Linked DNA regions of Mus musculus: region 1 is linked to region 2. Evidence: chromatin contacts called from public HiChIP or PLAC-seq data. All regions are on one chromosome and are shown on one strand. Each heading gives the region's core, a stretch centred on a gene start, on an enhancer-like site or on the middle of the called end of the contact. The rest is flanking DNA. Distances are from core to core; before and after follow the strand shown. Region 1 holds the start of Tada2b (transcriptional adaptor 2B). Region 2 holds the start of Trmt44 (tRNA methyltransferase 44).

Region 1 (6,139 bases), core at 2,407-4,906, 910 kb after region 2:
TCCCCGGGTGGATGGCCCCGTAGAGGAGCTGGTCCTCTCAAACTGCCTCTTCTGTAACAGTCCAGCGTCTTTAGAGCCAAGAAACAAAATTGGTGACTCATCTACCAAAGCTTGGATTATTCTGAAGCTCTGAATGTCTGCATGCTTGTTCTCATGGGTTCCAGAGCCCACCACGGAGCAGCTGTCTGGAGCCTCTAGGCACCTGGGTAGGCCTGACCTGTGTGTGTTGCTGAGGGCCACCTCTTCTCTCAGTCAACCTCCCTTCTATGGTATGAGCCCCTCTGTGACTTCTCTGTAGTACAGGTTCCAGCCAGGGCTGGTGGAAAGCCTTCTGGTGGTACCACACCTCCAACTGTACCAGTAAACTTCTGGTGTCAACTACATTACTTAATGCTCTTAGTGCTGTAGCAGAGACCCAAATTATAATCACACCTAGCCATCACGGGCAAAGCTATGGAATTCTTCACAAGTAGCTTATATTCTCACAGTTGCCATCTTTCAACTGCAAACTAAGAACATAAATTCACCCCCACAGTGCTACTTGTGCAAGTCATATGATATATACATAAAGGGTACAACAGAGCTGGCACAGGCTCTACACAGATTCAAACTGAGACCTGCTTCAGTGAAGTAGGCTACAAGCTCAGAAAAGAGCCACATATCCAAGCTATAGTGCCTCTGGTGGAGAAAACAAAGGCGCAGAGGAGTAAAGCAACTGGCCTAAGAGAGCACATACACAAGGGGTCACAGAGCCTCCTATTCCTGAGTGAAGGCTCAGTGGTTGCATCTCTCTGCTTGACCCTGAGACTCCTGCTGCTTCAGCAGGTAGCAGCAGTCCATGCACACACAGGCAGTCAAGCCCCAAGGCTCTTCCCCTTGGTCTTTACTTCTTCCAGCGCTGAGACTGGGCCTCATGAGAACCTGCCCCCTGAACAAGCTCCTCTGGCCTTCAAGCCTGAAAGAGCTGCTTCAGAAGAGGCCTTCCCCAGCCTGTCTGTTCATCCACATTTTCCGTGTTTTAGTTCCTGAGTGCTGGGCTTCTGACTGCGCTGCACAAATGGGCACAAACACTAGCTGAGCTACACTACAGACTCTACAGACCGGGCTTGCATTTCCTTTTTAACAAAGTAAGATAGAACAAAGCCAAAACACTGAAGTTGGACAAGACAAACCAACAGAAGCAAGTGAAAGGGCATAAGAATCAGAGACCCACTCGTTCACACTTGCAAGTCCCATAAAAATACTAAACTGAAAAGAAAACTATATACATAGAGGACGTGGTGCCGCCCCATGCTGGCCCAGACCCATGCTGGCCCTGTGCTTGCTGCTTCAGCCTCTGTTCATCTGAGTTCATCGGAGCTTTGCTCAGCTCATTTAGAGGGCCTTGTTCTCCTGGTGTCCTCCTGACCTCTGGCTCTTATATTCTTCTGCAGGGTTCCCTAAATACAGCCCAGATTTCAAGAGCTAAAGCAAGCGCAGTGCTGAGACTAACACTCTCACTCTTTTCAGTGTCTCCTCTGGAAATAAGTGCTAGAGGACTGGTGTGAGGAAAGAAAGGCTCTCAGAAGCAGTGACACGCAGGCCAGAGATCAGTCAGTAGTCTTGACTGAGGTGAGAACACCTCAGGCAGAAGAAAGGAAATGATCAATGGACTCCGCGTGAGCTCACAGAGAGCCATAGACATTGTCAGGCCCTGCAGGCACTGGAGTGTAATCTAAGAAGCAGAACTGAAGTTGCTGAGGGCCAACAAGATGCGGCTTATGCTCCAAATGCCCTATGTTCATGTGTGAGAAGGGTTACAGAACAGAAGGAAGAGAACGGTAAAACCATGAGAAGTGATCACGAGAGGTAAGCACCATCATGGGTCAGGCCAGAAGAGTAGGTCAGTAGCTACATTATGCACATCTTTTCAATACATGACCACTGACCAATTGGATGTGGTTGATGGCTTTAGGTTGGCTCTGTGTATAACTGAGGACAAGTGAGTCTTCACAGGCAATCAGGTAGAGAGGGATCACCAGGTATGCGACAAGCTCCAGAAACAGAGCATATGAATGCCACACTTTCAGCACTGAGGCTCTTCTTCAAGGTCCTTCATGTTGCCTGATCTGTACAAAGCATATGCGCAATACACACCAATAAACACCACTTAGAGACAAAGTAACCCATTGTTTTTAGAGAGCAGGAGCCAGTGTTGCTCACTGGTAAGACATCTGTGGAGTAGACTCCTTCCTAAGTGGGGAAGTGGGTCCAGAAGGTCACTCATTCTACGACGATCTGAAACAGGAGGGCAGTAGGGTTGGAGTAGGGGAAGCTCGGGGAAGCTAGGGTCAGAGGGCCCTAACATACCAGGGAAGAGTCTGGACAGGAGAGGGTCATGCCGAGCTCCCTGCTTCTCTGAAAGCTTGAAGATGTGACATATTCTTGGAGGCAATGGTGACAATGCAGCCAGATCTCATCCCTAACATAGGTGAGGAATAGAAAGGAGAGCTCCTTAGAGACAGCCAGAGAACAACCAGGAGCCCAGCACACTATCTGGCTGGCACACATGAAGGCTCTTACTACCAGTGAGCTACCTCTACAGAAACCTGACAGCTAGAAAGCAGACCCCAGGATCCATGCCTCTTCAGGAACACGCCTTTGTTCATTCTTTACTGTCCACCCATCACACCATGTCCTGGGTGCTGTGGAGACTAAGACTTAAACAAGATACTGCTACTCATTGAGAACCTTAGCACAGGGCACATGCTGACACCCACAGAAAGCACACGAAGCCCTGAATGCAGACTAAGTGCAGGCGGGACGGGCAGCCCCAGGCTTCTGGCCTTCCCCACCACTATGCCCAGGAGAACACAACCGTACTAGGGGAACTCAGCAAAGGACAGTGGGATCTAGCTTGCTGCCATCTGACTCAAGGATAAGCCTGGCAACGCACAGGGCCTACCCTCTACCCGCGTTCAATGCACACCTCTTGAGGACGAGTGTGAAGGGCAGACAGCTCCGTGTCGGGGCAATGGGTCAAGGCCCTGCTCTACCAGCTGTGTGACCGCTGGTGACCAACACGTTCCGGACACAACCATCCGACCACCTGCGGCCCTCCGCAACGTACACCGAGCCAGCCAGCCATGCCCTCCCTTCTAGCCGTAGCCCGCCGCTCACCCAGTTGCCGAAGCCGAACTGCTCGATGGCGTCCAGCAGCAGCTGCTCCTCGCGGCTGGTCCAGCCGCCCTCCGCCTCAGGACCCCAGAGTGTGAATCGTCCGCCGTCTACCAGCTGGTAGCCGTGGTAGCGGCGGTGGTGGCCGATCTCCGCGCCGGCCGAGAAGCACTCGGGGCACAGCTCGATGTCCTGGCACTCTGTGCAGCGGAAGCGCAGCGGGCTCACCTCGGCCAAGCAGTACACGCAGTACTTCTTACCCAGCTCCGCCATCTTCCCCCGCTCGCCCGCCGCCCGGCCCGCAGCCGCCGCGCCCCCGGCCGTCAGCGCCCCGCCGCCTGCCGGGCTCGCTGCGCCCGCCGCGCCCGTGCCGCTGCCGGCCGCTGCCACGGCCGCCCCCGCCCAGGCGCCGCCGGAGCCGGCCAGGCGGGCCGCGTCCCGCCTCAGCACGCAGGCGCCCTCCGGCCCGGCCCGGCCGCCGCCGCCGCAGCCGCTGTCTCCCCGCCGCATCGCGCAGGCGCCCCCCGCGCGCCCTCTCGCGGACAGCCGAGTCTTTGCTCTGCGCCTGCGCGCCGGCGCCTCCCGCGGCCTCATGGACTGGAGGAGCCGCGAGGCCCCGCCCTAAGCCTGTCAGCCGGCGGGGCGCGGACCGGAAGTAGGCCGTGCGGGCCACGCCTCTCGGGAACCAGCGTCCAATTAGCGCCTCCCTTCACCTGTTCGCAGATCTTCATTGGCCTAATATTGCCGGGAGGTGGAGAGAAATGGAAGGCGGGTGACCAATCGCGGGGCCCACCGCGCGCCCTGGTTGCCCCGGGAAACCTAACAGCAGGCATCAGCCGGCCTCAGAGCGGGGCCGGCGGGTCGAAAATGGACAGCCACTACGGGGACATCGAGGGCAAAGACCGAGCCGAGGAAGGCCTGGCCAGGCAGTCGCTCGAGATCAAGGTTAGCTCCGAACCTCTGACTCCGGCCAACCCTGTAGAGCAGGAGCCAGAGCCGAAGCCAGAGCCGGAGCCGACGCAAGGGCGGGAGCCTGAGAGCGAGACCCAGCCGGTGTCGGACAGCTCAAAAGCGAAGGATTCGGAGGGGATCGATTACGCGCATGTTGAGGTCCCGGAAAGTCCGGGGGCCGCTGAGACCGCGGGCGAGGCCGTGTCCCGAGAGCCAGAGAGTCTGCCACAGACCCAGCCCAAGACCAAGCCGGAGTCCAAGGAACCAGAGGACAAAGACGAAGACGAGGATGAGGACGAGGATGAGGACGAGGACGAGGACGAGGATGAGGATGAGGATGAGGATGAGGGAGAGGAACGGGACAGGCCAGAGAAGCCGAAGGGCAAGGGGAAGAGGGAGAAGAGGAAGGAGTCACGGTTCCGGCCATCTCTACCGCTGACCACAATTGTTGAGGAGGGGGCTGCCCCAGGCCCACAAGCTGCGAAAGAGAAAGCAAGGGAGTCACTGAAGAAGAGAGACAGTGAAGAGATCGAGGGGACAGATCGAGAACGACACAAAAGCACAGAAGAGCAACTTCACCCTGGAGAGGCCAAGGAAGAGGAGAAACAAAAAGGGGCGTCCACTGAAGAGTTTGAGTGGACAGCGGACATGCAGAAGCTGCAAGAGCAGCAACTGCGCGGCGAGCTGGTGGAACAGTACCACTCCCTGCTAGTGGAGCGGAACCGTTATCAGCGCTACAACATGTACCTACAGCAGAAGATTCACGAGACCCTACGCAAGAAGGGGCTGGAAGCAGCGGCGGAACCTGGGGACAAGAGCGCTGAACCCGAATCTCCCGAGAAAGAGCAAGCATACTTGCGCTATCTGGCCATGCTGGAGGAACTGAAGAAACAAGAGGCAGACGACTTAGAGTGGTACCGTCAGGAGGTACGGGAGCTGAAGCAGCAGTGCCAAGAGAAGCAGACCAGGGTGGAGAAAGAGTGGCGGCGCTTCCAGGCCCTCAAGAAGCAGGTGGTGATGCAGGTCATGGGCAGTTGCCGCACGCGTGGTGGGCGCCAGGCTGCCCTGAGAGAGGTGGAACAGCTTCAGGCCCTGGAGGATAAGAAGGAGAAGGAGATGAGCGCCGTGCGTCTCGAGAACGTGCAGCTGAAGCAGAGCCTGGTACACTTTGAAACCAGGATGAAGGCCCAGGAGGACTTGGCTGAGGGGCTGCTCCTCATCGACTTTGAACAGCTCAAAATTGAGAACCAGACCTTCAACGAGAAAGTAGAGGAACGAAACGAGGAACTTTTAAAACTGCGCACTAAGGTGACCAGCAACGTGCAGATTATAACGCACGTGAAGGAAAAGCTGTCTTTCATAGATACGGAGAACTCATGCAAAAAGGCACAACTTTCGGAAGTGGATGCCCAGGTGGCCCTAGGAAGAGACCTGTTGACGAAGACAAAACAAGCCCGCGACAGCCTGCGAATCGACAACGTCAAGCTGAGTCAGAAATGTGGGCTTCTGGGTAAGGAATCACTCCTCCGAGACTTGGAAGAAAAGGTGGAGAAGACAGAAATGCTCAACAGGCGCCTGGAATCCCTGAAGCGCCATCATGCCGGGCTCGCCTTGTCCTGCAAAGGGGTGAAGCAAAAGATCAGGGAAGCCAAAACTTTCCTCCCCTCTTGACAGCCCTTGACAGGACAGTTGGCAAAAACTTCTGCAACCCCAGAAACTCTCTTACTCTCTTCTGCCTCTGATTGTCCATTCTGTGGAACTTGGGGGTGCAACTTTATTTTTTGGCTGTTTTCCAGCTTTCAAATTCCTGCTGAACACTTCCAGCTAGCAGTAGCTCTACATGAGCTTAAGAAAAATATATCTAGAGAGTGCGGTGATTAAACTGACTTCTAGTGAAAAGCCTTTATAGCCAAGTAGCCCCAGTCTAAAGGAGTGTTAGAACTGTCTCTTGCCTATGTCTAAGGATGGCTTAAATGAGTGGGCAAGGTACAGAAAATCTCTATGCACTGATCTGATGACTCAAGTCATCTTT
Region 2 (6,216 bases), core at 915-3,414:
TTAAAACAGATATGAACCTTCAAAAATAAGAGAAATACCAATGAGAATGCTAGCTTCAATCCTTAGTCCTAAGTGACATGTTCATTTTCCCAGAAGGGAGGAGCAACTACAGCATTCTTTCAATGTGTGTATGTGTATGTGTGTGTGTGTGTGTGTGCATGTGCATGTGTGTGTGTGTGTGCGTGTTGTTGTTGCAGGTATCAAACCCAAGACCTCGCTAAGGCACAAAATGGGCAGGTGTTCTACCACTGAATGACAAACCTGTACTTTATAAGAGGGACTCTAAACTATGACAGGATATTCCACCCCCTACTCTGGACCAAGATACACAAATAGCAGTATGATAATCGGATAGAGCTCATGTGAATTTGGTCTAGATAAAAAGTCCCCTAAAGGCTCCTATGTTGAAGGCTCAGTCCCCAATTCAGCTGAGTTTAAAAGTGGAACCTTGGGGAGGTGACTGGACCATGACAGGACCAACCTCATCAACAGGCTAACTCGTAGATACACTCAGCTTAAGGGACATTGGCGGTGGTGGGGACTTAGAGGGTGAGTGAGGTTTTGTTGGAGTAAGCAGGGAGTTGTGTTGGCGGTGGGCTTTTAAGGGCAGATTTTGTCCATGGTCCCTTATGCTCCTAGTTCCTCACTACAGGCCCCAAAACCAAAGAGGGAATGATCACAAACTAAAATATGATACCCGTTTAAAATTATACACATACATCTATATCTGTGTGTGTGTGTGTGTGTGTGTGTGTGTGTTTAAAAGACAGAGGACAGCTCACAGAACATGTGGGCTCTAGGGATCAAACTCAGCTTGTAAGATTTGAAACGAGCACCTTTATGCACAGTCATCTCACTGGCCCTCAAGCATCCTTAAGTTGACTCCCTTGGGTATTATGCAACAGAAAGCTGACTAACAGAGTACCCCAGCTAGTTGCTGTACACCCCTACCGGCATATGGAATATAGAGATCAAGGACTCTGGCTACATTGTGATCCCCAATCCAGTACCAGCGCCAGGAACCAGCAGAGTGGTGACTATAGTATACATCTGAGATCAGCCAACCAACACAAGACCTTGGCTCTTCTGTACCCCAGAATCTTCCAGTTGACTGCTGATAGGACATCCGGGATGGGCATCACATAGTGGTGCAACAGCAGCGTCCAGCTCTTACCATTCTCCTTCGTTGTGATGGAGATGGAGTTGATACACGTTGCTCGTTTTAACCTCCAAATTCCCCTCATTATCTTCTTCCAAGGGCAAAAAGGTGACACTCCCACTGGAGACATCTGAGGGGGAAAGACAAGGCTATCAGGTCATAACTGCTCTAAACGGATCCCTTGGAAGTAGAACTGAGCAGCGATGGACAGGAGAGTAATGCTTTCCAGTCCTTAGTGGCTGTCCAGCACTGGGGAGAGGGCTCTACACTTTGGACACACCATTATAGCTAGCACTTAGACAATACAAGGCCAGAGCTGGGTGGTGGGTGGTGTGGCGCTCCTTTAATCCCAGTACTTGGAAGGCTGAGGCGGGTGTATCTCTGTGAGTTCGAGGCCAGCCTGTTCTACATAGCGAATTCCAGGCCATATAAGGCCCTGTCTCAAAAAGCGAACGCTTTTCAGTCTGTTTGCGCTCTTCCCACTACTCTCCTACCTTGCACTACCAGTTCTTTCTTCGGCTCTGTGAGTGGGGAGTGCGGGCTCGCTTTCGGGATGACAGTCCTGAGAATCAGGTCGAGCTCCTGCGCGGCTTCAGGCTGAGGACCCAACGAGGGGCCACAGAGGAAGGCCAGCATTTCCGGATTGGCGTGGACGAGGCTTTGGGAGACTCGGTCCCATAGCGAGTTCAGGTCAGCCGCGGGAGCGGTGCCTTCGCGGCTCGCCCTAGGTCCCGACTCTGGCTCTCCTTTAGGAGAAGCCTGTCCGGGTTCCCTCTCCAGCCCGTGTCCCTGTCCCTGCCGCGGTCCACACTCCGCCTGGGCGTGGGACCGCAAAGTTCTCCCGCGGGCTTCCATGCGGGCGCCGCACAGCCTCTTGTTGGCCACCTGTGGCCTCTCCAGCCACACGGTCACGGCGGCCCAGAAGCCTGCAGGTAGCAGGGCATCAGGATCGCTTAGCCGCACTCTACCCAGCTCCTCCATGGCTGCGCGCTCGGCGCGTTGGGATGACGCGACCCGGAAGCGCATTGACTCACGGGAGTTAGAGCCTGGACCCGGAAGGCCATCCCTTTGTCCTTTTTGCTGGGCGGTAGCTTCGGAGCCGCTGGCGGAGCCTGGGACGCGGGAGGAGCAGAGTGTGGGCCGCAGTGGATACAGCCTCCTGGGGTCCTCAACGACTGAATGTACAACCCCTTCTCTGCTTGCTTTCTTGCTTGGAAATAAGAGCTCCCAAGCGGTACATCCGATTCGTGCCCCCTAAATGAAATTTTGCCCCCAGAGGTTCCACCTCTCACGACAAAGCTAATAATACTGAGAGGAGAGGAAGTTACTTGAGCAAACAAGACGTAACTGATACACTCAGCAGAAAGCCACACTTATATGAAGGATTCTACAAAGCTGGTTGGCTAACTACAACTTCATGATTGTAAAGAATTGGAATGCGGACCCAAAGCTAGCATTACCTTGGGCGATTATTTAGCTCCTTTATAGCCATGCATTGCCCACCTGTGTCTGACTCCAAATTCTTTGACTGGAATACATTAACTTGCCAGAAAGTAACCTCCTACCAACCCAAAAGATAAAGCTGGCATCAGAAAACATAAGAAACCTATAACACAGACGTTCTGAAAGTATAACAAAGTAAAAACAGAATTCTAGGCCTTTAGGCCCAGGCTTGGGAATGTGGCCTTTGTAAAGGTATGCTAATCATAAAACAGATAGCGACATTCCTCTACCCACCCGCTTCCTGGGTTCAAAGAGTGCTCATTCAAAGAAAGTCACCCTGACCATTGCCATATACAAATGTGCTTTTGTTAGGGGCTCTTAGAAACTGTTTTGAAAAATAACCCTCACAATTACCAGGTATTCCTCGTGACTCTTGTAACTTTGCACTTCCTTGTGACTCTTAACTGGTATTTTTGTTATTTTCCAACAATGCCCTTCCCACCTCCTTGAGTTGTGGTTTCTTCCTTTAAATACCCCCTTACTCAGCTACTCGGGGCGCCACGGTCCTCTACCCCTTCGTGGTGTATGACCGTGGGCCCGAGAGCGCTCTTGAATAAAAATCCTCTTGCATTTTGCAACAGGCCCGTTTCTTGTGGGTGATTTTGGGGTGTCGCCTCTCCTGAGTCAGAACGTGGGGGAGTCCTCACGTTGTGGGTCTTTCATTTCTTACTTTGTTACCTGAGGTCCGAAACAAAGTATTTGTTAAATCCTTTGGAATGTACAAACTATTAGCTTCCACCAACATGAAGGCTAAAAATGTCTCCAGCAATTTCCCCTCATTGTTCTAACCCACCTACCTGTTGGTACCCATCCTTGTATTTTAAAAATACTTACTTTATGGATTTTGTTACTATTAAAAAAACTGTCACCACGTATGAACATAGTTTTTAAACCATAGTCACTCATATTTGTCTCCAGACTAAGCTATCCCTCACTCCCTTTAAGGTCAAAGCTGTGTTTTTATATCAGCACAACAACCACATGCCTCTGCTCTAATGGTCCAAAGAGCCAAACACGCATCTTTGACCTCATCTCCCAACCTCTTGGCAACACCCATGTAGGCCAAAGTTTCACTTTGTTGCTGCTCCTGGGTTTCATTATGTCCCTTAGGGAACCAGGGGCACTTTACAGCAGCTAAACAACAACTATGGCTGCTTTGCTCAAGTAACGGGGACTGCACGGGTGGCCGAGGGAAGTTTGGAAGTAATAGAGGGGGTGGTGGGAGCTGGCGGTGAGTGGTAACAGAGAGTGACGGCAGCAGCTGCAACACCAGTGAGGACAGCAAAATGGAGCAGTAGCAAACAATAGCCGCGGCTGTGGTCATAGCAAGAGAGGCAGCCAGAGCAGAAATCATACAGTGGGGCTAAAGAGTGAGAGTAAGGAATTAAGGCTGACGGAGAGAAGGCTGTAAAGAGCTTGAAGAGTTCCACAGAGCTGTCAGGACTTGGGAGTCAAGGGGCTCAGACACACCACATGCAGGAACTGTTAACACTGGTGCAGTGTGAGGCTGTGGGGTTCTGACACTCTAACCCTATAGAAGAGCTGTAACACTTGTCACTGTAGGACTAAGGGTCCCATAACCTTAAGCTTACACAGATAATGACACTAGAGGGTGCAAATGGCTGCTGTTAATGCTGTGTGCTGCCATGAACTCAAGGGTAGCCTAAGCTAAGGGATACAAAAGCCACCACAAAGCAGACAGTTCTTGAAGAGCTTCCTCTTGCCTCTAACCAGTTAGAGCAAAGGACTTCTGCCTGCTGAATGGCAATGCTAATCTATTGGAAGGTGTTAGTGGTGCTACAGCAGGTAGAGATCAATGTTAGCTGTACATGTTTGTGGGGACTCAGGTACAGGGCTAAACAGACCCTGTCTCTGAGAAGCTGCTAGCTGACAGAGGAGGCTAACCAACAAGTCAGTATCCACGGAGTCTGGAAAGCAAAGTTCATGTGTGGTGGGGGTGGGGGTGGTGAAGAGACAGGGAAGCTAGTGATTCACTGTGGCACCTCTGACCTCAAAGGTATGGCAAGAGCTCAGTGACGTGATTTAAAGAGAGTTGATTTGTGCCTTTTCTCAAAAGTTGCACCATCTTTTCTATTATCTGATAAGACAAATTAGAGGGCACAATGTCTCTTTTGAATATCTTCACTCCTGGGAGGAGGTGATGAAATGGCTTAGCTGTTAAGGACACATGCTGCTCTGTTGGATGCTGATGGTGCATGCCTTTAATCTTGGCCTTGGTGGAGCAGAGGCAGGCAGATCTCCAAGTTTGAGGCCAGCCTGGTTTATAGAGTGAGTTCCAGGACAGCTAGGACCACTCAGAACAACTCTGTCTCGAAAAGACAAACAAAAACCCCCCACAAAAGAAAAGAACATTTGAAACTCAATCATGTAGACTGGGGCTCAGAGTCCAACATCAATAGCTAGCAGCTTCAAAACACTAGTCATTGGCTCCAAGGGATTGGATGTCCCCTTCTGTCCATGTCCATGTTCATACACATACACACATTTGCCCACATACACACACATACTCACACATGCACACACAGACACACACACGCACACACACACACACACACACACACACACACAAAAGCACACATATTTGAATGAAAATACCTTCACTCCTCCCAGTGCATTTCTACATATGTGGAGGTAGTGATCCCCCAGTTGCTTCCTCCTAAGTGCTGGGATTACGTGTCTTACCACACCATCTTTTAGTTCCTATTTCACTGAAATGTGTCGTGAGGGTATGAAAGAGACCCAAGAAACTTGTAGGCTTAGGCTTGGAGCAAAGTTGGGGAATCCAGAAGCCACTGCCTGGGGAAGAGGAGAAGCCATCTATTGCTATGGCTGATGTCCTGGCAGATGATGCAGATGTATTATGGGAAACTATCCCACTGAAGTGGGTGTCTGTTACTCTGCCCACGGCTCTCACCCCCAGCACCACACACAGTCCATCTCCCTTTTCAACCCTAACCCCTGGCCTTCTTCCTCCACCCACTGAATCCTGCCACATGGTCTTTGGTTCTCCAAACCAAAGGGCAACTCCAGCCTTAGGGCTTTCCTCCTGGGTTACACATTTCCAGCTCTTCTCGCCCATTTGGAGTTAGTTAAAATGTGCCTCCCCAGGCAGGGCTCCATGCACCAACTAAATAACCACCCCCAGACACTTCTCCCACTGTTGTGTGTGTCTTCTTATACCCAATTTTGTTTGTTTCCAGTCCCCTCCTTCATGAAGGGACACCATTAACTTGCAGCATTAAGGCACTAGGATCCTTTGTGTCACATAGGAGCTCACCAAGGTTAGGAAGTACAGCAGAACTACAGAGCACAGAGATGCCTTGCAATAAGTTCTGGTAGAAGCAGGTCCTAGCCTCCAGGGGTAAAGAAACCAGCAAGATCGAGGATAGACTGAGGTCTGAGTTACTTCCTGACTAGAACCCAGGGTGGTAGTGGTGGTGAGGATTTATTTCTGTCTGCCCTCGGAGGATGCCACTGGGCAAGCTAGTAACACATTCTTCCTTGGATCTCATTATTTCTCGGCCAGAGATAAG

What was found. HiChIP or PLAC-seq counts read pairs in DNA pulled down with a chosen protein or histone mark.
Region 1: an H3K4me3 HiChIP or PLAC-seq map of bone marrow-derived macrophages shows a contact between it and region 2, with 3 times the contacts expected there. The contact joins the promoter of Tada2b here to the promoter of Trmt44 in region 2. A contact is called at or near these places in 5 of 39 promoter capture datasets (liver, neutrophils, second pharyngeal arch cranial neural crest and 1 more), 2 of 484 Hi-C or Micro-C datasets (CD8 T cells and regulatory T cells), 1 of 115 datasets of contacts at active chromatin or transcription factors (bone marrow-derived macrophages) and 2 of 9 other capture datasets (adipose tissue and liver).

Annotation. Positions count from the first base shown.
Region 1 is chr5:36,480,629-36,486,767 of GRCm38.p6, forward strand. Tada2b (transcriptional adaptor 2B) reads right to left here and starts at 3,657. Exons shown (of 2, transcript NM_001170454.1): 1 at 3,160-3,657. The coding sequence starts at 3,429. It overlaps Ccdc96 (coiled-coil domain containing 96), which reads left to right and starts at 3,960. Exons shown (of 1, transcript NM_025725.3): 1 at 3,960-6,139. The coding sequence starts at 4,024. The coding sequence ends at 5,778.
Region 2 is chr5:35,572,906-35,579,121 of GRCm38.p6, forward strand. It overlaps Trmt44 (tRNA methyltransferase 44), which reads right to left and starts at 2,165. Exons shown (of 11, transcript NM_030208.3): 1 at 1,654-2,165; 2 at 1,175-1,289; 3 at 1-17. The coding sequence starts at 2,140.